Linked DNA regions of Mus musculus: regions 1, 2, 4, 5 and 6 are each linked to region 3. Evidence: chromatin contacts called from public HiChIP or PLAC-seq and promoter capture Hi-C data. All regions are on one chromosome and are shown on one strand. Each heading gives the region's core, a stretch centred on a gene start, on an enhancer-like site or on the middle of the called end of the contact. The rest is flanking DNA. Distances are from core to core; before and after follow the strand shown. Region 1 holds the start of Sult1d1 (sulfotransferase family 1D, member 1). Region 2 holds the start of Ugt2a3 (UDP glucuronosyltransferase 2 family, polypeptide A3). Region 3 holds the start of Ythdc1 (YTH domain containing 1). Region 4 holds the start of Sult1b1 (sulfotransferase family 1B, member 1). Region 5 overlaps Uba6 (ubiquitin-like modifier activating enzyme 6). Region 6 overlaps Stap1 (signal transducing adaptor family member 1).

Region 1 (4,642 bases), core at 1,336-3,835, 760 kb after region 3:
AGATGTACAGAAAAGGTGCAACACTTGAATTTAGGAGAACACTGTAAGAAATGGGGCTATCAGTCCATTCTAAGTCCCAGAATGACATAGTTCTCCTTAGATCAATAACAAAAGATGGCCTAAATTACAATGCCCTTCCTTTAAATTTCAAGGTAAACTGGTAAATTGTTTAAATTAGACCTGACAGGCTACAAATTAAGAGAAAATGTATATGTGGGTTATGAGCAAGATTTAACAGAGAAAATAGAAATCTTAAATAAAACACCAATGAACATGCCAAATGCACAGGGAAAGGCTCGCAGGTCCTCATCCCTACACAAAGAACTATAGGCTGTTGAGTAAAACTAGGAATGAGAGAAGTGGGCCTTCCCTGGGAAGATCACAGTGATTGTCCAGTGTCAACTGGTCAGCCCTAAATACATACATGCAAGTAACATTATATTGACTTACCTAGTCATACAAATACATGCAATAACAATTGGTAGAATGAGTGGCAGTGGATTTGAAGGACAGCAGGGATGAGTATAAGGGAGGGTTTGGTGGGAAGCAAGGAAAGGGAGAACTAAAATAAAATATCAAGAACAAACAACAACAAAAGGATAAAAGAAAGAAAATAAGCTTAAGGTTAGGCTATTGAGGATGCATTGCACATCTTTTCCTAAACTTTGAAACACTCATGATGATGACCCTGTTTTACTTTTTTCAACAGGATTCTAGATGAAGGAAGGCACCTCTCTTTTTTCTCTTACCTGTTATGGGTAAGGGAAGAACTTGAAATCTACCATTAATCATACTCCTGCCTCCAATTTAGCATGAGCTGAGGGATTCTGTTATTTCCTCAAAAATCTAGCTTTAAATTCTAGCTAAACTGAGGAGTTGTATTACTCTTTAAAGAGAATTCCGAACAACTGCCTAACAAGCAGTACCAATATTAAGCTTTCTAAGAGATCCCTAGGAATTAGTACTGTAGTAGTTTGAATATGCTCATCCCAGGGAGTAAGTGGCATTATTAGGAGGTGTGGCCTTGTTGGAGTGGGTGTGACTTTATTGGGGGAAGTGTGTCACTGTGAGTGTAGGTTTTGAGAGGACAGGATAGGCCATTGGTGAAGGTACAACCTCACCCAGGACAAATGGGGTCATGAAAAGGAGTTGAGGCTTGGCACCATGAAGAGAGCCTTTCTGAAGCTATTGGTGAAGCCTAATTGCAGTGGAAGACTCCAGGAAAAAAAAGAATAAAATAACTTTTATTCTTCTATCATACATTCCATCCTAACCATAGTTTCCCCCTTCATCCTTCCCTCCCAGGCTCATCCTAGTTTTCAGCCCAGATCCACTCCTTCATTTCACTTCTGAAAAGGGCAGGCCTCCCAGGGATATGAACTAATCAAGACATATCACGCTCCAATAACACTAGAAACCTCCCCTCATATTAAGGCTGGAGAAAACAACCCAATAGGAGAAAAAGGGTCAACAAAGCAAACAAAAAAGTCAGAAACAATCCTGCTCCCACGGTTAGAAGATCAATAAGAACATTAAGCTATACAAACATAATATGTATGAAGAGCCTAGGTCATAAACATGCACAATTGGAATTCTTTAAAATATATATAGTGTATTATTCAGTTCATACAAGGTTCTTATGTGTCAATTCCAACTATCTCATTTTAGCTAAGGAGCAAAATAACAAGGAAATATTAAGTATTCTTTGGAAATCCTCCCAAAAGTACTTGCTTTCAACAAATGACAGAATTTGGTTAGAGCAAGGTAAGTGTAGGTCCTGTAATGTTAACTATTTTAAATTTGTATTATAAGACTTGGAACAACAAATAATACAAAGTATTACAAGAGAAACTCCAAGTTATGCCAAGGCTCTTGGCAAAGGAAAAACAAAGGTGAAATGGTATGAATTTCTGTTAAGAATCTGGGGAAGAATAAACTGTCTCAACGAGGTTGATTTTACTCATTGTATTCCATAATAATGAGCTTCACACACATATTAAATACAGTATATTAAAAAGCATATGAGATAATTTAGAAAATATAAGCCTACCTTACTAATAATTTAAGTAATATCTTATGCTCTACTTGATTATATAGAAAGTGATATTTCATTTAGAGTGATTTCTAAGTATGAAATTATCATAAGATAATTTAGGTACTGCTCTTTAAACCTTGTGGAATATCTGTGATTTGATCAGTATCTGACAATCACAGAACACAGAACAAGGACTTTCTTAGATCACAAAAGGATGTTTTATAATTTTTCGATCTTTTAAGTATTACATATAAATTTAATAATCCATATTTTCAAAATCTACACCTTAAAAAGTCACAGCTGATATATTTATGGAAGAAACACAACCAAGTTTATCTTACCTTTAAATTCTCGGAGCTTTAAATGAGTTTTCTCAGATGAAGAATCAGAACCGAAAAGTCTTTAAAAGGATGATGTCCCTGGGTAGCTCACAACGTAATGTGAGAAAGAAATTAAGTTGTGGTAAGCTTAAGAAATGATGAACAATGTTCATTTCCCTAAGGCCGCTCCCCTGTTTACCTACTGAAAATGCCCCATGAGTATAAACTCCCCAGGGTGATAATTATAAGACTTTAGGCACACCTCCATGTTTTGCGTGTTGTTAACAGCTACTCTTAGTCAATTATTAACTGATCAGTGGACTATAGTCTCCTGAACCTACTGGTGAACTGTGTTAAACCTAAAGATGTTTTTTTTTGTCCCATAGAAATCAAAATAAATATCAAACTCACGACAATCAACACATTATTCTCTTAGACAGTGTTATATTCCTAGTACATAAATCTTTTGCATGGATCTGATTTATATTATTTGTCAAAAAGTAAATATTAAAAATGATCACTCAAGTTTCTTTCATTTCTAATGTTATGTTCTTAGTAATGCTAATGTTCTTTGAAGAACAGATTACATGTTTTAATAAACCACTGTGGTAGAAACAAGAAAACGAGTACATGATTAGAATATTCTTATATTTCTAGAATATTTGTCAGAAAGCAATTTATTAAAATGGTAGCTAAATTATAAAAAAAATGAGATAGCATTTGTGAAAGTTAGTTTATGTAAATTTAAAGTAAGACAGTCATTACCCTCACTTTTCATGCAACCTTTAGTGGCTCATCCCTGTGACAAAATGTTTCAATCACACTGGTTTGACAATTGATTTTATATGTAAGAAAAAAAATCAAGTTTCGTCCAACTACATTAGATTTCCGTTAGGAAAATATTGTTATGAAATACTCTGGAATACCAGCCATCCTATTCTACTTATTTCGCCTATTTTCACAAACACAAAATATAATGCCAGAGAGGATATAGAGGAAAATACATTTAAATACTTGTAGTCTGTGGGAAATCTAAATTAATATAGTCAGTATGGAAAATATAAAAGATATATGTCCAGGATATATATATATATATATATATATATATCCCAAGGAAAAAACACTAGCACATTAAAAAACTAGCCATATTAATGTGTTTGATAGAGTTTTATTTGCAGTAGAGATAAATACAGAATCAACCTAGATGTTCAACATCATTAAACAAAACAAATTGTGTGTACATGCATGTGTATATACAATGGAATGCTATTAAGCTTTACAAAATAATAAAATTCTATCAGTTGTAGAAAATGAATAAAACTGAATTGAGATGAATATGGAATAGTTCTAACTGGAGATTAGAAGGCTGGTAGTACAAGCAGTAAAGGACATTTACATAACAGGTATTGACACACAGAAGAACTAAGTTCAGGTGTTCTGTACTCCAATTGACCACTTTACCACAGTATTGTATTGCATAATTAATAAAGATCTAAAACATCCAAAGAATAATGAAAGAGAAAATGCTGTCTCTATAATTGAATCACAGCACAAACCATGCAGGTAACTAAATAATGTATTTTATTACTACAAATAAACAATATATATTTCAATAATATTGAAAACAATAATTACAAAGTGTTACCAAAATTGATAGGCATAAAACACCAATATATATCAAGGCAATGCTAGATGGAAAGTATTCTTATTTAATTTAACCATATAATCTGTTTGAATATATCTTATTTTCATTTACTTTTTTTTTCTGTCAAATGCTAACATTTGAGATAATTCCCATATGTGGATATCTGTAGTTAGCCCTTCCAGCTTTTGGCACCTTGACGGATAGTTTCATTCATGTGTCTATAATTTAAGGGACTCAGAGAATTTCTTAGAATTGATAGGGCTGTAATAAAGCACCAGGACCAAAAGCAACTTAGAAAGAAAAGGATTTATTTTTTTCTTAGAACTTGTAGTAACCCAATGAAGTCAGAACAGGAACTCAAGGCAGGAACCAGGAGACAGCAACTGCCATAGAGCTTAGGAAGAAGTACTGCTTATTGGCTTACTCATGTCTTGGACAGGCTGCTTCCTTAGAGCAATTTGGATGACCAGCCCAAAAATGGCCCACCTACAATGAGTTGTCATCAGCAAAATGCACCCGGGTTGTTCCACAGTCTAATCCACTGGGGGCTGTTTTCCCAATAGAGGGTCCTCTTCACAGGTAAGGCCACTTTGTCATTATGACAGAATGAGAAGAACACTAGCAAAGAAACAGGAGAGGAGT
Region 2 (5,162 bases), core at 71-2,570, 530 kb after region 3:
GTGTATAAAAATAAAAAGCACCTCAATTAGCAGAAGAATGGTATAAATATAAGACCAATAATCGGTGGTTGCAAATAATTGTGTAATAAAATTCAAAACCATGCATTGCACACTGAATATTTCTCATATAATTAATTTATATTTCATATCATTACGAGCACAAAAGTTTTTTTTTTTTAATTTTTGCAGTAGTGTATTGTTTACCAATAAGAGACCCACAATTTTTTAAAATGTACATTTCACATCCTGGAATTAGTTGTCTCCTTGTATCTAACAAATAAAATCATGTTGCATTCCATTGATATTTATTTGTGGATCACTTCTCTTAGAACTGATAATGAGCTCTTAAATTTTGAAATACTATTAAACAGTTTAATGAGTACAACCACATAGCAAAAGGACTTCATTTTGCCTCTCTGATTCTTTATCTATAAGTGATTTATTACTTTCACATGTAGAGTTTTACACGAAAGTCAAAATTTATAAAATGTATTCTTGTTATTGTTTTTAAACATCTACTAAGCATTAAAATAACATTTAACAACTAGCTTAGTATGAAAACTCTTACCTAGGGTTTCACTGTAAAACTGATCCCAGAATGCAAAGTCATATTGCTGGAGCCAGTACTCAAACAACAGTGAAAACATCATATTTTTCACCCTCTCTGTGAAGGTCATATTGTCTGTCAGCTCACTCATGACAACCGGTACATACGAGAGTGGAATTGGAAGCTGGCCACAGTGTTTCTCCATGTAGTAGCCCATGCTGAACCTCAGTGTGTATACGAAAGGGATCTGAAGCACTTCTGCCACCAACTCTCCACAGGGAACGACAGGGTCTATAACCACTACATCATATTGTGCATCCCGTAGCTTGTCCATGAATTTCTGGTTGTACAATACACTCCTACAAATACTTTCAAAATCTCCAGTTACTTGAAGAAAGAAGTCTTGTAATGTTTTTGCTGCTTCCCACAGTGACAGGTTTGGAATGACATTCACAGCTAGATTTGCAATCTCATTTAAACGATTCTCAGCTGTCTCGATTTCATACAGCAAAGGAATATTCTCAAAGTGCAGTGGAATACGTTTACTCTGATCTATGATGATACTGGGGTATTTCAGGACTGTTACCTCGTGCCCTCTTGCTCCAAGCTCCTCAAGAATAGTCTTTAGATTCAGCCAGTGGCTCATATCACAGGGCCACACGAGGACCTTGCTGCAGAATCCACAGCCGGCCCAGCAAAGCTGCAGCAGAAAAAATGCCGCAACACATTTTTCAGAGACCATATTGTGCCTCCTCAAGTTGTTTCGCAAAGATTGAGGGTTTGTTCAGTTGAGTAATAATTTAGATAAGAAAGAAATTAACTATTAACTTTTAAACTTACAAAGACACGGAGCTCAAGAGAGTTCTATCCAATAAAACACCATAGACTAATATTATATAGATTACAACCATTTCCTTATGAATAGCTGGATATTCTTTTTTATTTTCAATTTTTACTAGATATTTTTTTCATTTACATTTCAAATGCTATTCTGAAAGTCCCCTATACCCTCCCCCCACCCTGCTCCCCTACCGAACCATTCCCACTTCTTGGCCCTGGTGTTACCCTGTACTGGGGCATATAAAGTTTGCAAGACCAAGGGGCCTCGGGTGACTAGGCCATCTTTTGCTACGTATGCAGCTAGAGACACGAGTTCTGGGGCTACTGGTTAGTTCATATTGTTGTTCCACCTATAGGGTTGCAGACCCCTTCAGCTCCTTGGGTACTTTCTCTAGCTCCTCCATGGGGGCCCTGTGTTGCATCCAATAGATGACTCTGAGCATTCACTTCTGTATTTGCCAGGCACTGACATACCCTCACTCGAGACAGCTATATCAGAGTCCTTTCAGCAAAATCTTGCTGGCATATGCAAGAGTGTCTGCGTTTGGTGGCTGATTATGGGATGGATCCCCGGGTAGTGCAGTATCTGGATCGTCCATCCTTTTGTCTCACCTCCAAACTTTTTCTCTGTAACTCCTTCCATGGGTATTTCGTTCCCTATTCTAAGGAAGAATGAAGTATCCACATGTTGGTCTTCCTTCTTCTCGATTTTCTTGCATTTTGCAAATTGTATCTTGGGTATTTTAAGTTTCAAGGCTAATATCCACTTATCAGTGAGTACATATAAAGTGACTTCTTTTGTGATTGGGTTACCTCACTCAGTATGATATCCTCCAGATACATCCATTTGCCTAAGAATTTCAAAGATACATTGTTTTTAATAGCTGAGTAGTAATCCATTGTGTAAATGTACCACATTTTCTGTATCTATTCTTCTGTTGAGGACATCTGGGTTCTTTCCAGCTTCTGGCTATTAAAAATAAGGCTGCTATGAACATAGTAGAGCATGTGTCCATCTTACCAGTTGGAACATCTTCTGGGTATATGCCCAAGAGAGGAATTGCTACTATGTCCAGTTTTTTGAGGAACCACCATACTGATTTCCAGAGTAGTTGTACAAGCTTGCAGTCCTGCTGTGACCAAGTGAGGAGTGTTCCTCTCTCTCCACATCCTTGCCAGCATCTGCTGTCACCTGAATTTTTGATCCTAGCCATTCTGACTGGTGTGAGGTATAATCTCAGGGTTGCTTTGATTTGCATTTCCCTGATGATTAAGGATGTTGAACTTTCTTTTCAGGTGCTTCTCAGTCATTCGGTATTCCTCAGTTGAGAATTCTTTGTTTAGCTCTGTACCCCATTTTTTAATGGGGTTATTTGAATTTCTGGAGTCAAGCTTCTTGAGCTCTTTGTACATGGTGAATATTAGTACCTTTCAGCTTTAGGATTGGTTCCTAAAATTCCTTTCCAGTCTGTTGGTGGCCTTTTTGTCTTATTGACAGTGTCTTTTGCCTTACAGAAGCTTTGCAATTTTATGAGGTCCCATTTGTCGATTCTTGATCTTACAGAACATGCCACTGCTGTTCTGTTTAGCAATTTTTCCCCTGTGCCCATATCTTCGAGACATTTCCCTACTCTCTCCTCTATAAAATTAAGTTTCTCTGGTTTTATGAGTAGTTCCTTGATCCACTTAAACTTGAGCTTTGTACAAGGAGATAAGAATGGATCAATTCACATTCTTCTACATGATAGTCACCAGTTGTGTCAAAATCATTTGTTGAAAATACTTTCTTTTTTCCACTGGATGGTTTTAGCTCCCTTGTCAAAGATCAAGTCACTATAGGTGCAAGGGTTCATTTCTGGGTCTTCAATTCTATTCCATTGATCTACCTGTCTGTCGCTATACCAGTACCATGCAGTTTTTTATCATAATTGCTCTGTAGTACAGCTTGAGGTCAGGCATGGTGTTTCCCTGAGATGTTCTTTTATTGTTGAAAAGAGTTTTTGCTATCCTTGGTTTTTTTTTTTTTTTTTTTTTTTTGTTATTCCAGATAAATTTGCAAATTACCCTTTCTAACTCTGTGAAGAATTGAGTTGGAATTTAGATGGGGATTGCATTGAATCTGTAGTGGATATTCTTGTTTAACCTTTTTACCTTAAGCTCATTAAAAACTGTGACAAAATGTGATATTTTAAAATTAAGTATGGAATGATAGGAGATATACCAGCTGAGTTTCAGGAAGGAAACTAGATAGAGATTACTAAAGAAAATGAATAGAAGAACATACAGTAACGAGAAACGATGTTAGAATTATGAACAATTGAGTTGAAAGTTCTCAGTTCACTGTAAAAATCACAGAATATGCAAAAAGAAACTAACCCCAAACAGGAGGCTCTGAACAATATTGAACTCTATGCTATGAGTGAGTTTATTTTAAATCTCTATGAAAATGTGTCAGAAGAATATAATCTTGGTCTGTGAATGGAACATAGCATTAGAATTCTTATGATTGATGCAAAGTGAATTAATTGACATTGTTTTAAAGAAAAAAAAAGTGGTACAGAAATTGTGGAAACTACCATCCAATGTCTAGCCTAGTATGAGACCCATGCAATGATAGGGACTCCGTTCTTCACAGTGCCTAGAGGGCCAGGAACCAGAGGCAGGAGTGTCTAGAGACCAAGGATAGAATCAAACACCACTGGCAGAAAAAAAAAGACATCAAGGAAATGATTGATAGTGATATTCTGCTATATTTATTGATTTTTGCCTAGCTCAACTGTCATCAGAGAGCCTTCACCCAGCAATAGATGGAAACAGATGCAGATATGCACAGCCAAACACTAGGGGGAAGCTTAGGGAATCCTGAGGAAGGGGGTCAGAAAGCATTGTAGGAGCCAGAGGTCAAGGACACCAGAAGAAAACACATAGAGGGGGCTCTAGAGTACTCTCCACACTGCAGGACATTGAGATAGCCTCTGGATCACGGGTGAGTGCAACACACCATCAGCTCCAAAGAATCACAGAGGGTCTAGTGCCAGCAGGAACAGGGACAAAGGAACCCTGCCCGACCAGAGACTGGGATTCTTTCCATTCAGGGCCAGACATGCCATCTTCTGCTTGAACCCAGCCTAGGGTGTCTAGGATCTCAGAGGACTCTCCACGCTGCAGGAACCCTAGCACACCCAAGACCACTGCAGAGCATGCGAGTGACAGAAGCAATAGAGCTTCTTGGGCAGGGTCCTCTTAGACCTTCATCCTCAGCCAGGAGGTGAAGCTGAGACCCAGACCCCTGAGCAACTTCCTTGCCAGAGGAGAGGCGGCCTACAGGGAACGCTCTGACCCCAGGACTCAGGAGGTGGATCAGAGCTCCAGACTTCTGGGCACCTATCCTGGAAGAGCAGAGCTTGCCTGCAGAGAGTGCCCTGACCACTGGGACTCAGGTGAAAGTTGGACTCCGAGGAGTGCTGACACAGGCTAACAGAATCACAGGAGGATCCAGCTCCAGCCAGAGACAGCTTGAACATTAACACCAGAGATTACCAAATGGCAAAAAATAAACGTAAGAATCTTACTAACAGAAAACAAGAACACTGGGTAGAACCCAGTATGCCCACCACAGCTAGTCCAGCAGGATATCAATTTTTACTTTATTAATCCTGCCGATCCATGAGCATGGGAGATCTTCTGAGATCTTCTGTAATTTCTTTCTTCAGAGCCTTGAAGTTCTTATCATACAGATCTTTAACTTCCTTAGTTAGAGTCACACCAAGGTATT
Region 3 (4,695 bases), core at 1,795-4,294:
TTACTTATTTGGCCACTTCTTCCTCCTAAAGCTGACTACCAAAGTCCAGCTATGAGTATTGAAGAGCAGCAATCAAAAGCTTTCTTTATCTCACCTAATTAACATGCCCAATTAAAATGAAACACCTCATTCTAATATGGGATTTTCCCTTTTCCCTTTATAAATTGCCATTTGCCTATAAGCCACATCTGTTTTCTATCTACAGGCAGTCCTTTCTCTTCCAGGACAAATACCCCTGCACCCTCTCTCTTGTCCCCTTTTCCTTCTTCCACATCCTCTATCTCTTAACCTCTGCTCTTCTGAGGCAAGTAAATATCTCCTTTTTGTTGAGAATTTGGTCTTGGGGCTTCTGAGCAGATACCATAACTTACAACACCCAAGTGTGCCTCACCAATCTAGATAATTCAGAGTCTAGTCAAATTGACAATACAACGAGTCACCATAGATAGAAGTCCTAATACGAGGAGGCACCTAGCATCTGATTTTCTACTGTTGTCTTTTGTTTATTTAAGACTGGGTTTCCCTGTGTAGCCCTAGCTGCCCTGAAACTTACTATGTAGACCATGCTGGCCTCAGAGATCTGCCTGCCTCTGTCTCCTCCATGCTAGGATTAAAGGCCTCTGCCACCACACCCAGTTTTATTTAATTACTATATGTACATATAATGTATTACACATAGCTAGTTGCAGTGATGTTTATTTCATTAGTGATTGCAAAATGGTGATGTCTTAGTTGTATGGCTCTTTGACTATGGCACATTGGCATTACCAGTTACTTATTTTGGTACCTCTAAGTTACAATTTGAATGGGAAAGACAGAATAAGTGATCGTTTCTCTCTATCCAAGTGTTATAAACCCCAGTATGCTAGGATGTACCGGCTCTTGTGAGGTGGACGCATGAGGGTCATGGAATTCTAGAGAGTCAAGAATATACTTTTTGAGAAAGTGAGGCTTTCCCAAGAAATAAAACCAAAAGTGGTAAATGTGACTGGCTGGTCTTCTACTATCATCCAAGGGATTCTGACAAGCAGCTCAAACTACAAGTCTACGTGTGTAGACTTGCTTTTACATTCTATAGGATGGTTCTTTGGAGTATCCAGGGTGTTTTCACTTCCTACCTTTCAGTAGGCTTACTCCAAGTTATTTTCCCTGAAGATCTCGTACTACTGTTTGTTTGGTTTGGTTTTTCTGTGTAGCCCTGGCTGTCCTGGAACTTGCTTTTAGACTACGCAGGCCTAAAATCCAAGAGATCTGCGCTTCAGCTTCCCAAGTGCTTGGATTAAAGGCATGTGATGCCACCACCAGTGGGCAGTGACTTTTGTCAAACATCATCTCAGTACTTGTCTTCTCATTCACCTCCATTCCTGGTTACTGGAATGCCCCGCAGATCTTCATTCACCTCCATTCCTGGTTACTGGAATGCCCCGCAGATCTTCATTCACCTCCATTCCTGGCTACTCGAATGCCCCTCAGATCTTCATTCACCTCCATTCCTGGTTACTGGAATGCCCCGCAGATCTTCATTCACCTCCATTCCTGGTTACTGGAATGCCCCGCAGATCTTCATTCACCTCCATTCCTGGTTACTGGAATGCCCCGCAGATCTTCATTCACCTCCATTCCTGGTTACTGGAATGCCCCTCAGATCTTCATAAAGTCTTTGTATGTGCTTTCCGAAGACAATTAGTGCTTATTTGTTATTGTCTCTTATCTTTTACCATCAGTCTTCACCTCCACAGGAGGGCCTCTGTACTAGCTTTTCTCCATAAAAAGGGGTCTTATCACTATAGCAACTGTCTGTCTGTCTGTCTGTCTGTCTCTCTCTCTGTTTTCCAAGTCAAGGTTTCTCTGTGTAGCCCTGGCTGTCTTGGATCTTGCTTTGTAGACCAGGCTGTTCTTGAACTCAGATATCTGCTTGCCTCCTCCCTAATGGGAGGATTAAAGGTATGCATCACCCTTTTCTAGCTAGCTTTTTTTTTTTTTAATAAAGTTCACAATTTTCTTTTTCCCTTTTGTCTTTTTTCTTCCTTTCCATTTTTTTTTGTTTGTTTTTCTTTTGAGCTAAGGTTTCACTGTAGCCCTGGCTATCCCAGTACTGTTCACTCTATAGACCAGGCTGGGCTCTAACTCAGAGATTCCCCTGCCTCTGCTTTCAGAATGCTGGGTTTCAAGGTGTGCACCACCACTCCTGGCGTCAGCACAACTTTCAATTTGTTTACTCAAACCTTGGCTGCCTTAACTAGAAGATAAACTCAGACTTCCTTTGAGGGAGAACACATTTGTTTGTTTATTTTTGAAGCAGGGTTTCTGTGTAGCCATGGGTGTCTTGGAACTCAATCTGTATGCCAGGATGGCCTCGAACTCACAGGGATCCTCCTGCCTCTGCCTCTGCCTCTGCCTCTCCAGTGCTGGGATTAAAGATGAGCCCAAATACCACCCAACAATAAAGCTATTCTTAACCCCTGGTCCTAGAACAATATTTAAAAAGAAGTAGTAGACACTACTAATCAAATAAAAGAAAATTAAATATATAAAAAAGACATAGCCGGGCAGTGGTGGTTTATGCCTTTAATCTCAGCACTTGGGAGGCATAGGCAGGCGGATTTCTGAGTTCGAGGCCAGCCTGGTCTACAGAGTGAGTTCCAGGACAGCCAGGGCCACACAGAGAAACCCTGTCTCGTAAAACCAAAGAAAGACATAACACCCTTTCTGATGGTGTCTCACACTAACCATTCAAGGCCTTCCAAACGTTTCTGGTGAGATGTCTGCATCCTTGAGCTGTAGGAAGCACAGCAGAGAAGCCTAAATACCGATTATCCTCTGGAACGAGGGCGGTTCCCTGGACGTCAAGTTTGCGCGCGGGGCGGGACGACGTGCCGAAGTCACGCCCTCTTACGTCCCGCTTCTCGCTCCAGTCCCCGTCCCCGCCTCCGCCCCCGCCCCGGTTCCCCGCACTGTGACGTTCCGCGAGAGGCACAGAGCGTAAACAGCGCAAGGCATTTCGGGAGCGGGATTGTTTCGCGCAGGAAGCAGGCTCCATTTTAGCGCCGCCCGGCGTCGCCATCTGTGTCTCTCTCCTCCCCCTTGTCTCTGTGGTGGCCGAACCCCAACAGGAAGGCTGAAGCCCGCGCCGACCGAGGCCAGAGAGCCAGGCGGGAAGAGAACCAGAGCACGGGAGGAAGGGTTGCGCGTAGGAAGCTGAGTGGAGCAGGTCAGGTCGAAGCGCGCGGCCCGCCGGACGGACTGACGGACGGACTCGTGCGCCTGCGGCCGCGTCTGCGGCGCCCGCGCGACTCGCGTCCCGGCGGCGGCGGTGGCGGCGGCGGAAGCCGGAGGGCAGCCATGGCGGCCGACAGCCGGGAGGAGAAAGGTGAGTGTGGAGGACGGGGCCTCGGGGCGGCCGGGCGAGGGGACCTAGGAGCCGCGGCCTGCGGGCGAGGCGGGAGGTTAGGGCCTCGCGCAGAGCAGGCGGCCGCATCGTGACCCGCTCCTTGCGAGGCCTGGCCTGCTGGGCCCGGCGTCCTCGTCTCTGCGGCGGCTCCCACCTCGACCAGGGCTTTGCTTCTCTCGTCACTCCCGGGAGCGGTTGGGAGAGGGCTTGCTTTGAGGAACTTGCCCCCGGGCACGTTTCCTGGCCGGATTATGCGGATGTAATGCGTATTTTTCTGAACTGTCGTCTTTTTGGTTGACTTTTTTCGAAAATAACGTCACAGTTAGCATTGTTAGACTAGTGAGTAGACTAGTTTAATTCATTCAGGTGGATTATTAATCATGAGAAATACCTGTAAGTAGCTTCTCACTGATCTTTTGGATAAGCTAAGAATCGCTTCTTTTATTCCTCGAGTATTTACTTTGGAAAGAAAGATATTAGGAAAAAAACAAACAAACAAACAAACACCCATGCCCCTTCTTCCAAAAGTCCTAGCAACGGATCTCCCAGAATAGTGCAGAGTTCTCAAAAGATTCAGCGAGGAATACGTAGGTGGAGGCTAGAGAGACTTGGAAAGATAAAAAGAAAACATTTTAGTTGATAAAATGTCATTTCTTCTGAAATACTATATAGAGACCACAGATGCCAGTATAGGATCCAGACCATAGAAGATACTCGTCTAGATGGGATGCAGTCTTGAGAGAGTTCTCAGCTCTGGGACTATCGCGACAGTCTTAGAAGAAAATAGTGCACACTTGCTGCCCTGCATTTCACAAATCTCTGCTTGTGGCTCATTAAATTTGAGGTGGAGATTTGTTAAGTGGGCTGAACAGTCATTAAAGCTTTTTTCCACTTTTCTGGTCTGTCTTGAGTGGGAATATGTTTAAAGATCTGTCTTTGTCATAAGCATCCTCCCCCCCCCCCCCCCCTTAGGGACATGGTTTCCATGTAGCCCTGCCTGTTCTGGAACTTGATTTGCAGACAGGCTGGCCTCAAACTTGAGAGATCTGCCTGCTTCTGCCTCCTGAGTGCAAGGCATGTGCCATCACTGCCCAGTTGAAGCAATTCTCGATGCACACATTGCAGTTTATTTTTTATTCTGAAACTAAACCTGTTCCTCGAGACATTCTGAAGGACTGTGAAGGAAGAATTCTGATAGTGAATAAAGGACTATCTTATTATATAAAGTCAGTTGTAAAAAAAAAAAAAAAAACCTGAAGATCCTTTCAACCTTTGATTGGCAGGATAAGATTTATGACTTAGTA
Region 4 (4,646 bases), core at 2,011-4,510, 730 kb after region 3:
TGAACTCCATGGTCACAACAAATATTAAACTCAGCCAACCCTTTTATAACAATAGAAATAAGGTCATAAAAATCAAATAAAAATCTAAGGTGGCCAGTTAGAGTTTTAGATAAATAACATATTTTTCATTTGTGTCTCTTTTTTAGATCTTTGGGATAAACTTATTCTAAATCAAATGTTGTATGCTCTGAATTTTAAATGTAATTGGAGATTGGATATACTGGATTTATCTGAAGTTATTAACTAAAGACATAGAAAATTCAACATCAGATCTCAAGTCTCCAAACTGGCAGCTCCAGCCACATTTCCTAGTACAGAGAAATGAAAGTTGTAATCTTCTATAGGCATCTTTCCCTCTGTTATTCTTAGGCTGCCTTTCCTATGCCTACTTTTCCTTATCCTTGCCTCAAATTTCAAAAAAAGATTTCTTATTTTCATCTGTCTCAGAGTCATTTTTCCAAGCGAGGTGGTTTAAACTAGCCTTTTATATCATGAATTATGACTTCTAGGAGTTTATCAAGCTGTCACAGGTATCCACAACTGGCTCTAGAGTAGATCCAAGTACACCTTCATCTCTTGGTTAAACTTCAACAGACCTCTCTATGGCAACGGACTGAACCTTTAACCCTGCCTTCAGCAGTAATCTCAGACTCCCATATCTACACTATTTGGTTTTATATTTTTCTGTGGCTTTAAAGCTATAGTTAATTTTCAAGCTTTTATTTTACCTTTTACTAAAGACCACAGTTAAGAACCAACAGATCCCTTCCTCTGGAAGTTGCAAACCTTCTTCCTACAGGCCTTCTCCAGGGCAGTAAGGGAATCTATACTCTGCTGTTTAATTTGAAGTGTGGGAAGGATGACTCCCACTCTCCTGTGTTCTTATATAGGTTCCCTTAAAATGACATTTTACGGTTGCCTGTATGACCAGGCATTTCTAGTCCCTCCTAGCTTTAACGGTTTTGTTATCTCTACTATCTCAAACTCTTCATGATGGTACTTTTATAGATAGCCATTATATTTTGATTACACTTTTGTTGGTCAATAGCCTTGCTTCCAAGGTCTAATTAGGCTGAAAGTTGCCAAATGAATCTCTTTCAATTGATTATTTAAAATATCCAATACCTGAAATCTAACATTTTATTCAGAATTATTAATAACCTTACCCAAATTCACCCTTCCCAAGTTTCCAAATAAACCCATGGCTTCATAGAACACTTGGTTGACCTAAATAAAACTTCTGGACTCACCCTTCACTCTTCAATTTCCTCATACTTTGTAGGTGATCTGTCAGCCAGTCAATCTAAAGTATATCTCTAGCAATACAAATTCAATCTCACATAGCCACCTATGTAGACTTTGTATTTGAAACAACAAAAATGCCACTCAATGACTGACTCCCAAATTCTAAATCCATTCAACGTCTTCCCTAGCATGTTTAGAATAAAATTTAAAAAATTTTAAAGCATTTCACATTTTTATATTTAATCCTACAGTATATGATTCACGTTGCTTCACACCCCACTCCTTCCTTTTTCTCCACTGTTGCTTTAGTCCATGTGTTGCCCTAAGGTCTTTTATGCATCAATCCATTAACACTTCCCATTAACATGATGCTTCATGTTTCTACATTATCTTTTCTCAAAATATCTGTATAACTTTGGGCTGTAATTATGTGTAGCTAGAATTGAATGTGCCATCTAAGGCAATCTTTCTTATGATTATATCTTGTTCAGTTTCATTCTTTGGTTCTATGAGAGCTATAGAATTGATATAAGTTAATTTACTTTCTAATGTTACAATATTTGTGTGCATTCATTGATGAGATGATGCACATTTTATTAATAATTCTATAACTACAGTGAGTAATTCTTTACAATTATGCAAACACCTATGCTCTGTTTCTTTTTTCTTTCTTTATTCTTCTAATTCTGAATTGAAATTACAAATAGGACAATGTTAGGTAAGCATACTCTTGCAAGAATTATAATCTGATCTTACCTGATATTCTTATTCCAGGAACACTCAGTTCCAACATTGGAACTTTGGAGGTGATAACATCTCTCTTACATTTTTCAACATTTCCATCATTTAGAACCATGTCTACAATCTCACTAAGCCAAGTAGTACCTGTAACAGAATCCATGATCAGATTCTTTGTCTTTTTTTTTTATTAGAAATTTTCTTTATTTACATTTCAAATGCTATCCTGAAAGTCCCCCATACTCTCCCCCCACCCTGCTCCCCTACCCACCCACTCCCACTTCTTGGCTCTGGCGTTCCCCTGAACTGAGGCATATAAAGTTTGTAATACCAAGGGGCCTCTCTTCCCAGTGATGGCTGACTAGGCCATCTTCTGCTACATATGCAGCTAGAGACATGAGCTCTGGGGGTACTGGTTAGTTCATATTGTTGTTCCACCTATAGGGTTGCAGACCCCTTCAGCTCCTTGGGTACTTTCTCTAGGTTCTCCTTAGGGGCCCTGTATTCCATCTTATAGATGAGTGTGAGCATCCACTTCTGTATTTGCCAGGCATTGGCATAGCCTCTCAGGAGACAGCTATACCAGAGTCCCTTCAGCAAAATCTTGCTGGCATATGCAATAGTGTCTGGGTTTGGTGGCTGATTATGGGATGGATCCCCAGGTGGGGTAGTCTCTGGATAGTCCATCCTTTCGTCTTAGCTCCAAACTTTGTCTCTTTGTCTTAATGGTTTGGTTATTATTTAATGATTTACACTTTGAGAAACTCACACATGTAAACATGAAACATTTTTGTTATTTTAAAAAAAAATACTTTTTGAGATGACAACACCATGACATCATTTGCCCCTCCCATCCCTCCCTCTAAATTCTAACATGTCCCTCCACAGTCCCCATACCAGCTCTGAAGATAGGATTCATCTCACTTCTGTGGCCACTCACACACATACACAAGTTCCCCACATATAAACAGCTATACATATACACATGAATAAAAGAAAAATGTAAGACAAAAAAGGCAGATTAAACCTGGATTTTTCAGGATGAAGGACTCACCTGATTTAGGGTAAGTGGTTATTACAATGTCACCTGGTGTGCTCTGGAACTCTTCAATCCTTTCCCAATTGAGTGCAAAAGCATAGATCATGGGGTAGCCATGGATCATCTTCAGATCTTTTCTCCAAACGTCTTCTGAGGCACTCATTTTTGCAGCAGGCTGAACAGAAGGAATAGAAGGAGTAAAAATCAGGTTCTGTGTGACAAGTGTTAAACTTAAGACTATATAATACAAAGTGAACTTTGGCTTTATCACAGTACACACGGAAACACGAAGGGTAACTTGTGGGTGTAACACTACAGACTGGCAAGGGCAAAAAATGCTTCTATGAAAACATAACAAAGGTTTTCAAAATAAGCTTTTAAGAGAAGGGGGATTATGCCTCAGTAAATTAAATCATTTTAGACAGATATATTCTAGAAAAAAAACCCTCCATTTACACTAAAATATTAGCACTTTAGCTGATATTTTAGTGTAAGTGGAGGTAACTTTAGAGTTAGTTTATTGTCATTCTGAGTTTTACACTGAAAACCCTGCATACATTTTGTCCTCTTCTAGGAATTGTTTCTTTGTCACTAGTCTTAAGGAAATGATGCAGGATGCTATAAATCTCTGTGCATGCCCACACATGCAACTGTAGGCTTCAGCTATATGAGCACCTTGGAATTAGAGGTATTTTGATTTCTTTTTAATTTGATTAAGTTACCCATAAAGTCTTAATTTTTAATTTAGCTTCTAGTACTGTTTTATATTTATAACATAAACTGACATATCAGAAGTAAGTTCTGGTCTGTGTACATATGCCTGTGCTATTGGTCTCTTCTGAGATCTTATTAGAAAATCACGGTATCCAGGTCCCAATTTAGGCTTAGGATCTACATTTTAATGAGATCCTGAAATTCTCTGTAATAAGCAATGCCTTAAAATTTAAGAAAGATGATTCTAAGTCACTTTAATTAATCTCTACCAATGTAGTTCATAGATATGTAATTGACGAAAGTGGATTCAGTGTCAAGAAAATATATTGCTTTTTTTTTTTTTACCCATTATCACCATTCCTTACCCAGTCTTTTTAAAAGTTGTTTTATTTACATTCCAAATGTTGTGCCCCCTTCCCAGTCCCTCTTCCAAGAGTTCTTCACCCCAATCACCTCTTTACCCAGTCTTAAGATGTGCCTTTCATTTTGTATTTGGAATGAGGAAGCAGCTCTATCCTGTCCAGAATCACAAAGGAGGAGTGGCCACCAGGAATGGACTTTGGCCTGCTCACTGACTCATGCTGCTTATGTACTGTGGGCTCAGCCCTGTGTTTTAAAAGAGCTGTAACTTAACCCATGCATATAAGAGTCTTTTTGTTTTGTGAGGGGATTTCTTTTAAGTCAAGGAATTATTTCTTCTCCACCTAGACCTCAAGCTCCTCACATAGGAAAACTCTAACAGCAGTAAATGAAGTGTGTACCGTGAGAACAATCCATGCACGCAGTTCTGAACAGAGCCACCGCACCAGGGAAGGCATGCACGAGCAGTTCTGCCACCTATCAGTTACCAGGCTGACTGAACAGACAGAATGGTTAATTCTGAGTTCAGTATTATAGGACAGATAGAGGA
Region 5 (4,958 bases), core at 1,237-3,736, 690 kb before region 3:
ATAGATGTATAAAAGGCCATTGACAAAACCCAACATCCTTTCATGATAAAACCCCAAAGAGGCTAGAAATAGAGGGAATGTGTGTTGTGTGTGTATGTGTGTGTGTGTGTGTGTGTATATATATATATATATATATATATGAAACAAGTCTACAATGGGATAGGAGAAAAATTCAAAGTATTTACACTAAGATCAAGAACAAGATATCTGTTTAATATAGTGTTTAAAGTCTTATCCAGAACAGTAAGATAAGAAAAAGAATCAAAAGTGATTTAAAACAGGAAAAAGAAACTCTTTGTAGAAGACATGCTTATATACACTAGAGACCTTAAACATTCTACCACAAAACAGAGCTAACAAACATTTTCAGCAAAGTGGCAGAAAAAACATTAACATGCAAAAATCATCAGCCTTTCTATGATAACATACTGAGAAGCAAGCAAAGGAAACACTTTCGTTCACAAAACTACAGAATACCCTAGAATAAACAAAACCAAGGAAGTGAGACCTTTACAATGAAAACTTTAAAACACTGGAAAAGGAAATCAGAGATCTTTCAGAATTCAGAGAACCTCCTATGTTCAAGAATCAACTGTGAGCACGATCATCCTATCAAAAGTAATCTACAGGCTCAATGCAATTCCCAACAAAATCCTAAGACCATTTTTCAGAGAGAGAGACAGAGAGAGAGAGACAGAGACACACAGAGAGAGAGAGAGAGAGAGAGAGAGAGAGAGAGAGAGAGAGAGAGAGAGAGAGAGAGAGAGAGAGAAAGAAAGAAGAAAGGAAGGAAGGAAGGAAGGAAGGAAGGAAGGAAGGAAGGAAGAAAGGAAAAAAACTTTAAAATGCATATGGAAATATAAAAGGCCCTGAAGAGGCAAGTAATACTAGGCAGCAAATAAATAAATACATAAGTAAATAAGTAAATAAAGTGGCGATATCACAATACTTGTTTTGAAGTTCATATGGAAATATAAAAGGCCCTGAAGAGGCAAGTAATATTAGGCAGCAAATAAATAAATAAATAAATAAATAAATAAATAAAGTGGCGATATCACAATACTTGTTTTGAAGTTATACCACAGAGCCATCAAAATAAAAATGGCACAGCAGCAGACATGTATATCAGAAGAAGAGACTAGAGGAACCAGTTATAAGCATCTATAGCCACATCATTTTTGAAAAGGATGCCAAAACCACATACTGGAGAAAAGATAACTTCTTTATAACAAATAGCTTCAGAAAGTGGATGAAGAATGGAATTAGATCCTTTTTTTCTTAAAAAAAAATCAATTAATTCCATATGGAGCAAAGATCTTTTTCTTTTTTTAAAAGATATTACTTATTTTATGTATATGAGTACACTGTTGCTGTCTTCAGACACACCAAAAGAGGGCATCAGATCCCATTACAGATGGTTGTGAGCCACCATGAATTCAAGAATAGTGAATGGGGAAACTGCATGTGTTGAGATTAGGTGATGACTAATCTTTTTATATAAATTCCAGTAGCTTTTCTTTCCAGTGTGAATAGAAATGACATGCTGATTCTCCTCACTCTTCTGCACGTACGTTAAATACTTACGTTAACTTTAGCCTTTTTGCATGACCTGGCATTACAGGGACATAAAGCATTTTGACTCCCTGCACCACCATTGTCGGCTCAATTCCATAGTTTTCCTAGAAGTAAACATCAAAGGAAACAATCAAAGCTTCGTCCAAGGGACACAGGTAAAAATGTTTTATAGCTACCAAAAACAGGGCAGGTTTATACAAATATTAGCTAGACCTTCCAACAGCTTTACAGGTTAAAAACTATAGTGGTTATCTGTGGTTTCACTTTTCTCAGTTAACCAGAGCCTAAAAATATGGAAAATCTCAGAACTAAACAACTTATGTGCATCCCCAGTATTGGAGGCTGCACCTAGGGGCTAGATGTGTGTCAGCCACATGCTCTTCCACTAAGCTGCAGACTCAGCCCTTAGAACAAACATGTTAACACTGAACTGGATGCCATTCTAGGCAGGGTGGTAAAGTCTGACGCTGTCCTCTAACATACCCAGCCTGTGAAGCAATTGTTGGTCCAGTACACTCGCATGTTCGACCTACCAGTTGCTTTAGTAGCTGTCTTTATTACTTGAATGACTTCTCTAGTGCTAGTGTTTTTAAGTAAGCTCTGTTTCAAAATACAGCACTTTTCAACCTGTGAGTCGTGGCCCCTTGGGTATCATGTGACCCTTTCACAGTGGTCACATAAGACCATTGAAAACAGATATTTACATTATGATTCATAACAGTAGCAAAATACAGCTATGCAGTAGCAACAAAAATAATTTCAAGGCTAGGGGTCACCACAACACGAGGAACTATATTAAAGGGTTGCAGCATTAGGACGGTTGAGAATCACTGACTTGATAGAAGGCACAATGTGCAACGAGACTGACAATTCAGCCACGCCAAAGGGAAACCGAAAGTGCTTCCTTAGAAAGTAGAGAGTTCTCAATGTCAGAGGGAAGAAAACAAAATATCAGAGGCTCTGATTGGGAGGCAGAGGCCAGCCTGGTCTACAGGGTGAGTTCCAGAATAGCCAGAGCTACACAGAGAAACCCTGTCTTGAAAAAAAAAAAACAAAAAACAAAAACTACTGTAAAGTAAGGTAAGCAATCTTGAAAGAAATTTTGTCATTACATTCTACTATAATACTCTTGTTATTCTTGTAACATCTTATTTGTAAACTATACTACGTAAGTATATACAGGAGCGAACCTGATAAAGAATTTAGAACTATTATAGCTTCAAGGACATACTAGAGATTCCATATATTAGGAGGCACATTACACAGAAACCCTAGACTTCAAGGTACTAATTAAATGAAGGAAATGAAAATATCCTACTTTGACAGCATTTATGAAATCTGAGAGGGTGAAATCTTCTTTTCCATGTACAGTCCATCTGTCCCAAATTGTAAATGATATTCCATTTCTGTTGCAGAGTATATAAAAAACACAAATATTAAAATTTCCATTAGTAGTAATACATTTCCTGCAGTCCATAATTTATTATTTAGAAATTAATGCTATGGTGGTGGGGTTTACAATTTCTAAAATAGTCAATATATATAGGTAACCACTTTTATCTGTGTTTAGTATATTTTTTGCAGTGACTCATTTCAAGTATGTATTACAAAGTACCCTCATTTTCTCTTCAATACTTCTTTAGTTCACACAAAGTAATGAGTTTAGTACAGTTTCATGCACATATACCATTGCTTTTTTACTAATGTCTCTGACTCTCCTTCGTTTCCTTCTGATCCCCTCCTTCCATTCATACAATCGTTTTGTTTTCATGTCTTACACACTATATAGGTATATAGCTATGCTATATGGTGTTTCTTTCTCTCTGTGTGTGTCTATGTTTATGTATGTACATGCATGTATCCCTTTCTTTTTAAGTAGTTGTAGGGGTTTCAAAGTGCAGATTTCTAGCCATTGATAATTGAACAATCTAATTACTCAAATCACTGCATGTCATAAACATGCTACAATGATTATCTTGGCTTATATGTGACTTGGCATGTGTGCGAATGTTATGTAAAAGTCAGAAACATAGCACCTCACTTTACTTTGAATGGATAACAGTATTTTCTGTTCTTGTAAGTAATGTATGAGCATAATATGGATTAGCTCTTCCTGATAAGATTCTTCTACTGGCATTTCTGGCTGTGTTCAACCTGAAATGTCAAAAACAAAACCTCAAGGAATTGTTTTCTGTTGTAATAAATGTATAGGATTACATTGTAAGTTTCACAGTTAGACAGGACTATAACCAGACAAGAATGGTTTTAAAATTATCTAAGTTAGGAACCAAGTATAATGCTAAGTGGTGTGGCAAATCAACTGCTCTGAGAATTCTTTGGCTAGTCTACTTGGAGATAATTTATCAACATGAGGTTTGGCTGGGTCCTGAAATAGTAGGAAGGATTAGCAAAGACAAGAAGAAATAGAGATGAAACCCAGTATGTTTCCTTTTTAAAGGCAGAATACTTTCTTTCTTTCTTGTTATTTCAGCAAAACAAACTTTCATACATACCTGATTTCAGTTTTTCTTACTTCAGATGTCTCTGTAAACACTATTATTGGAATGGCTAAATTAAGGAAACAGTTTTTGTAAGCGTCGAAGGGATAGCCACCAGCTACCTTGATCATCTCCAAAGCAACCTAGATAAGAGAGGTGATCTGATTATCTGAAGAGTCTAAACTACTTGGGAACGTAATTGGTCTTGCTGTTTTCCAAGGTTCAAGCATTTCTCTGTAAATAGTATGTAAATGTATGATTGCAACAACATACATTTCTTATTTAACTGACCTGTATATTTTTAGTAAAGTTTATTTTTTTATTTTTTCATAATTTTCATTTTAGTAATTTACTATTATATTTTTAAATTCTAAGGAACATTCAATGTATTTTATTTTGTCTTTTTTTTTTTCTACCAGAGCTGAGGACTGAACCCAGGGGCAAGCACTCTACCACTGAGCTAAGTCCCCAACCCCATCAATGTATTTTAAAAAGAACTTCAAAGATGTTTTTCTTTCTTTCTTTTCTTTTCATATACTTTAGTTAAAACATAAAAAAAGTTACAAAAATATACAAACTTGGTTGGTACAACATGAAGTTTTAACACAAGTAAGTAGCTTGGGTAAATACCACAAAAAATGTAATTATTTTATTCTCTTAGATAAAATTTAGTAGTATATTAATTTATTTGTATTAACATCATTTTGAAATTTTGTGCCCAAATATATTAATCATCTGAATTTGAAAATGTTAGAGAAAGTAATTATTATCCAAATTCATTTTTTGTTTTAGCTTTGCAAGTGGTTTTTGAAAGCATTTTTAAAAATAAATATATTCTAAAACATGTAACAAAGTAATCCTTTCATGGAAAATTCTGAGCCAGCC
Region 6 (4,749 bases), core at 553-3,052, 720 kb before region 3:
CTCAATCAAAACCACACTGCTAGAAAAGGCAGTATCAAGGGAAGCAACTACCCTAACATTCTTAGGCCTTTAGCAGAGGAGCCCAAGGAGCACGAGCTGCCCCGTTGCTTTATTTGACATTCCTCATTCCTGAGTCCCAAGAGCATGGGACTAGACAACACACACACACACACACACACACACACACGAGAGAGAGAGGGGGGGGGTTAGCTAAATTGAAAATTGAAAGTGAAGTTTTCTACTCACATGGATTCTCTTGAATGTTACCTGATGAATGTTCATTCTCCTCTGGTGGCCAAATTATAAACCAGACATGGCTGTCCGCAAATACTGACTAGCTAGCTAAGGTCACAGGTAGAAAACTGTTGTATCATACTTCCCCAGAAAGCACAGGTTGTTCCCAACTAAATTTTGAGATGTGAATGCAATTCACAAGACTTTACATGGATAATGGAATTCAAAACACATTTCTACATGGATAATGGAATTCAAAACACATTTCTAGAGAACAACGAAACTAACATGAAGAGCAATATCAACATGTTTAAATATGAATGGATGGCTAGAAATGGAGTGAACCCCCAGCAGTGTAAACCTGCTCACCTCAAACCCACGTTCTCAGAATAATGTGGGGCTTTTCCAAGTTAACTTGTAGGAAAATAAGGTATCTCCTGGCGATACTAAACTTCTTGGGCATTACAAAGGTATGTGAGTTTAGAATGAGAAATGAGAGATTAGCTGTGTGTTGGTGGCAAATACCTGGTCTACAGAGCAGAACAGCCAGGGCTACACAGAGAGACCCTGTCTTGAAAAACCAAAAAAATTAAAAGGGAGAAAGAGAGAAAGAAAGAAAGAAAGAAAGAAAGAAAGAAAGAAAGGAAGGAAGGAAGGAAGGAAGGAAGGAAGGAAGGAAGAAAGAAAAAAATTGAGAGATTGGTTGCTACTTAGCTCACAGTAAAAAGTATGTTTACTTTTACCTAAGACCAGATCAACTATGATCTCAGCTAGGCATGTTGGTAACACACCTTTAATCCCAGCACCTGGTCAATCTCTGTGAGTTTGATTACTGATCTGATGTACAGAGTGAGTTCTAGGACAGCCAGGACCACATAGAGGGACGGTATGGAAAGAAAACATACAAAACAAAACAAAATAACCTAAATAAACCAACCAACCAACCAGTTAACCAACCAACCAGTCCACCAAACAATCAGCCCACCAACCAGCTCATCAACCAACCAGTTCTGCAAACAACCAAGCAAACCTCTGTGCAGGTTCTAGTTGATATAGGGGCAGTACTGTAATGCCCAAGTTAGACTGGAATCTTCTTATTGTTCTGTCCATTTGTCTTTGAGAATGGATACTAAGTCACTACAACTCCTTGTGGCCAACAAGGTCCTCTATACTAAAGCCAGTATGCTATTTGGTTGCAGCTTTAGTTTGCCTACTGTTTTAACTGGTTTCAGTTGACAGTTCCTCAGCATGTGTCACTTCTACCTGGGCAAGTGATTAGACTGCACGAAGTCTTAGAGAGAGAAAAGAAAAGAAGGATTGAGACAGATCAGCTGCCTCTTATGCCTCCGGAGAAAGAGAAGGAGCCAGTACAAGACTATGCGGATGTACTGAACCCACTGCCTGAGTAAGTGCATAGTTGACTCGTTTATTCATTCAGTTAAGACTAATTGCTAGTTACCAGGTAGCACTACCTACCTGAACGTGTTGCCAGCAGGGATGCTAAATATCTTGGGGACCAATTGTGAGCCCTGCCACACTTCCTCTCTTATGTCATGATCAACGTTGTGTGCATTTGAACTAACTCTTACCACAGAGGAAATCCCCTTCCACCCACACATGTAGACTAAATAGATCTCCTTCCGGAGCTCAAACCTAAATTAAAGTTGCTATGAAGAAGGAAGGAAATGGCATAGATATGTGAGACTCTATAACTGGATGATTTATCATCATGTATACCAAATATTTTTAAATTCTTAGAATATTGTATTCAGTTGGTTGATCAGTGAGCATTGAACTTGCCTTCTGAGGAAAGCTTTGTGTAAAGCATTTTTTAAAAGGTACTAGGACAGTACCTGGATTCTGAAGCATCCTATACGTCTTCTTTCTTGAGGAACATATTATGGGCCTTCTCCTTTGGGGATTTTGATGCTCTTGCCATTAAAACACATCCTGGTTTTTTTCATGACATTATGTTCAGATGCCTAGTCCACTGGAACCTGCTAATCAATGCTGCCAGCTCAAACTAGACAGGGGATCAATTCATAAAATAAAAGTCACATGGACTGTTTCTTTTTCTTTTGTTCCAAGAAGAATATAATATGTCTATTGCAGATAAATAAAGAGAAGATTAAAATTAATTCTTGTCGCTACACTCAAAGATAGTTGCTGATAACACTTTGGATATATTATATACTCTGTCAAAATTTTCTATGATGATTACATTTCACTGAATATAACATGCATTATAAAACAGGGGACAGTGGTGGCACATGCCTTTAATCCCAGCACTTGGAGGCAGAGGCAGGCAGATTTCTTTTTTTTTGGGGGGGGGGCATTTTCAAGACAGGGTTTCTCTGTGTAGCCCTGGCTGTCCTGGAACTCATTCTGTAGACCAGGCTGGCCTCGAACTCAGAAATCTGCCTGCCTCTGCCTCCCGAGTGCTGGGATTAAAGGCGTGCATCACTAGCATCACTATGCCCAGCGGTAGACGGATTTCTGAGTTCGAGACCAGCCTGGTCTACAAAGTGAGTTCCAGGACAGCCAGGGCTACACAGAGAAACCCTGTCTCGAAAAGACAAAAAAAAAAAAAAAGGGAAGTTTTTATTTATTTATTTATTTAGATATTTTATTTATATACATTTCAAATGCTATCCCGAAAGTTCCCTATACCCTCCCTCTGCCCTGCTCCCCACCAACCCACTCCCTCTTCTTGGCCCTGGCATTCCCCTGTACTGGGCATATAAAGTTTGCAATACCAAGGGGCCTCTCTTCCCAAATGATGGCCAATTAGGCCATCTTCCGCTACATATACAGCTAGAATATATGAGCTCTGGGGGTACTGGTTAGTTCATATTGTTGTCCCACCTATAGGGTTGCAGACCCCTTCAGCTCCTTGGGTACTTTCTCTAGCTTCTCCATTGGGGGCCCTGTGTTCCATCCTATAGATGACTATGAGCATCCACTTCTGTATTTGCCAGGCACTGGCATAGCCTCACACAAGACAGCTATAACAGGGTCCTTTCAGCAAAATCTTTCTGGAATATGCAATAGTGTCTGGGTTTGGTGGCTGATTATGGGATGGATCCCCGGGTGGGATATTCTCTGGATAGTCCATCCTTTTGTCTTAGCTCCAAACTTTGTCTCTGTAACTCCTTTCATGGGTATTTTGTTCCCTTTCCTAAGGAGGAATGAAGTATCCACCCATTGGTCTTCCCTCTTCTTGATTTTCTTGTGTTTTGCAAATTGTATCTTGGGTGTTTTATGTTTCTGGGCTAATATCCACTTATCAATGAGTGCATACCTAATGACTTCTTTTGTGATTGGGTTACCTCACTAAGGATGATATCCTCCAGATACATTCATTTGTCCAAGAATTTCATAAATCCATTCTTTATAATAGCTGAGTAATACTAAAACAGGAAGTTTTAATTCTTTAATTTTATGTCTAAAAATACTATGGGTGACATTTTAACACAAGTTATAAATGAAGCATGCCTTTAATCCCAGCACTCGGGAGGCATAGGCAGGAGCAGGTAGGTCTCTGATTTCAAAGCCAGTTTGGTCTGAAGAGTAAGTACAATTGGGGCTATATGGCTATACAAAGAAACTTAATCTCAAAATATCAAATGAAGAAACAAAACCCTACAAACAACAAATTATGCCAAATAGAGTCAGTTCAGACACAGTCTTACTGTCAGGTGTTTAAACAGAGCCCTACTTGGCTGGCGTGGCTTCTAGCTTCAAGCCCAGTTCTGGGAAGATGAGGCAGGTAGATTAAGGCCAGTTTAAGGCCAGCATAGTCTATATGGTGAGTTTCAGACCCATCTCAAAATAAATAAAGAGATATACAAGAAAAACAGAGCCCTAAAGAGAGCCTTAGGACATTTTGGAGTCCTGCAAGGAAACGACCAACAAATCCATCTAAGACTTGTTATGGATTGAAACTGGGGCTATGCTATTATTAGTTGTCATAAGTTTTCTTTTTTTTTGTGTGGGGTATTTTCTTTTTTTTTTTCATTTTTTATTAGGTATTTAGCTCATTTACATTTCCAATGCTATACCAAAAGTCCCCCATACCCACCCACCCCCACTCCCCTACCCACCCACTCTCCCTTTTTGGCCCTGGCGTTCCCCTGTACTGGGGCATATAAAGTTTGCGTGTCCAATGGGCCTCTCTTTCCAGTGATGGCCGACTAGGCCATCATTTGATACATATGCAGCTAGAGTCAAGAGCTCCGGGGTACTGGTTAGTTCATAATGTTGTTCCACCTATAGGGTTGCAGATCCCTTTAGCTCCTTGGGTACTTTCTCTAGCTCCTCCATTGGGAGCCCTGTGATCCATCCATTAGCTGACTGTGAGCATCCACTTCTGTGTTTGCTAGGCCCCTGCCTGGTCTCACAAGAGACAGCTATATCTGGGTCCTTTCAACAAAATCTTGCTAGTGTATGCAGTGGTGTCAGTGTTTGGATGCTGATTATGGGGTGGATCCCTAGATAAGGCAGTCTCTACATGGT

The links. Promoter capture Hi-C pulls out the DNA fragments that hold promoters and counts their contacts. HiChIP or PLAC-seq counts read pairs in DNA pulled down with a chosen protein or histone mark.
Region 1: a promoter capture Hi-C map of liver shows a contact between it and region 3, with 2.8 times the contacts expected there. The contact joins the promoter of Sult1d1 here to the promoter of Ythdc1 in region 3. A contact is called at or near these places in 2 of 39 promoter capture datasets (cranial neural crest and liver) and 1 of 484 Hi-C or Micro-C datasets (olfactory sensory neurons).
Region 2: a contact with region 3 is called in a promoter capture Hi-C map of liver. The contact joins the promoter of Ugt2a3 here to the promoter of Ythdc1 in region 3. A contact is called at or near these places in 2 of 39 promoter capture datasets (both in liver).
Region 4: an H3K27ac HiChIP or PLAC-seq map of extraembryonic endoderm stem cells shows a contact between it and region 3, with 4 times the contacts expected there. The contact joins the promoter of Sult1b1 here to the promoter of Ythdc1 in region 3. A contact is called at or near these places in 3 of 39 promoter capture datasets (liver and stem cell-derived epiblast-like cells) and 2 of 115 datasets of contacts at active chromatin or transcription factors (epiblast stem cells and extraembryonic endoderm stem cells).
Region 5: a promoter capture Hi-C map of pre-B cells shows a contact between it and region 3. The contact joins the enhancer-like site here to the promoter of Ythdc1 in region 3. A contact is called at or near these places in 8 of 39 promoter capture datasets (the 3T3-L1 cell line, cranial neural crest, hippocampal neurons and 3 more), 2 of 484 Hi-C or Micro-C datasets (bone marrow-derived macrophages and brain), 8 of 115 datasets of contacts at active chromatin or transcription factors (the NIH/3T3 cell line, effector CD8 T cells, embryonic stem cells and 4 more) and 2 of 9 other capture datasets (adipose tissue and liver).
Region 6: a promoter capture Hi-C map of the HPC-7 cell line shows a contact between it and region 3. The contact joins the enhancer-like site here to the promoter of Ythdc1 in region 3. A contact is called at or near these places in 11 of 39 promoter capture datasets (the C10 cell line, the HPC-7 cell line, cranial neural crest and 8 more), 8 of 484 Hi-C or Micro-C datasets (B cells, CD4 T cells, CD8 T cells and 4 more), 6 of 115 datasets of contacts at active chromatin or transcription factors (bone marrow-derived dendritic cells, bone marrow-derived macrophages, memory CD8 T cells and 3 more) and 2 of 9 other capture datasets (adipose tissue and liver).

Annotation. Positions count from the first base shown.
Region 1 is chr5:87,566,421-87,571,062 of GRCm38.p6, forward strand. It overlaps Sult1d1 (sulfotransferase family 1D, member 1), which reads right to left and starts at 2,586. Exons shown (of 8, transcript NM_016771.3): 1 at 2,377-2,586.
Region 2 is chr5:87,335,875-87,341,036 of GRCm38.p6, forward strand. It overlaps Ugt2a3 (UDP glucuronosyltransferase 2 family, polypeptide A3), which reads right to left and starts at 1,321. Exons shown (of 6, transcript NM_028094.3): 1 at 569-1,321. The coding sequence starts at 1,289.
Region 3 is chr5:86,801,222-86,805,916 of GRCm38.p6, forward strand. Ythdc1 (YTH domain containing 1) reads left to right here and starts at 3,045. Exons shown (of 17, transcript NM_001347375.1): 1 at 3,045-3,370. The coding sequence starts at 3,343.
Region 4 is chr5:87,531,900-87,536,545 of GRCm38.p6, forward strand. Sult1b1 (sulfotransferase family 1B, member 1) reads right to left here and starts at 3,261. Exons shown (of 7, transcript NM_001382837.1): 1 at 3,038-3,261; 2 at 2,002-2,130. The coding sequence starts at 3,185.
Region 5 is chr5:86,116,440-86,121,397 of GRCm38.p6, forward strand. It overlaps Uba6 (ubiquitin-like modifier activating enzyme 6), which reads right to left. Exons shown (of 33, transcript NM_172712.2): 30 at 4,089-4,216; 31 at 2,894-2,981; 32 at 1,585-1,679. Among named protein-coding and RNA genes, the nearest start is that of Gm24524, 39 kb to the left of the region's middle. Within about 2 kb of position 2,487, at least 28 of the 459 cell types and tissues checked have an H3K27ac peak or open chromatin away from gene starts, as enhancers often do. A contact at or near this core is called in bone marrow-derived macrophages and pre-B cells, where this site is marked.
Region 6 is chr5:86,085,184-86,089,932 of GRCm38.p6, forward strand. It overlaps Stap1 (signal transducing adaptor family member 1), which reads left to right. Exons shown (of 9, transcript NM_019992.4): 5 at 1,467-1,639. Among named protein-coding and RNA genes, the nearest start is that of Gm24524, 7.8 kb to the left of the region's middle. Within about 2 kb of position 1,803, at least 99 of the 459 cell types and tissues checked have an H3K27ac peak or open chromatin away from gene starts, as enhancers often do. A contact at or near this core is called in B cells, CD8 T cells, the HPC-7 cell line and 9 more, where this site is marked.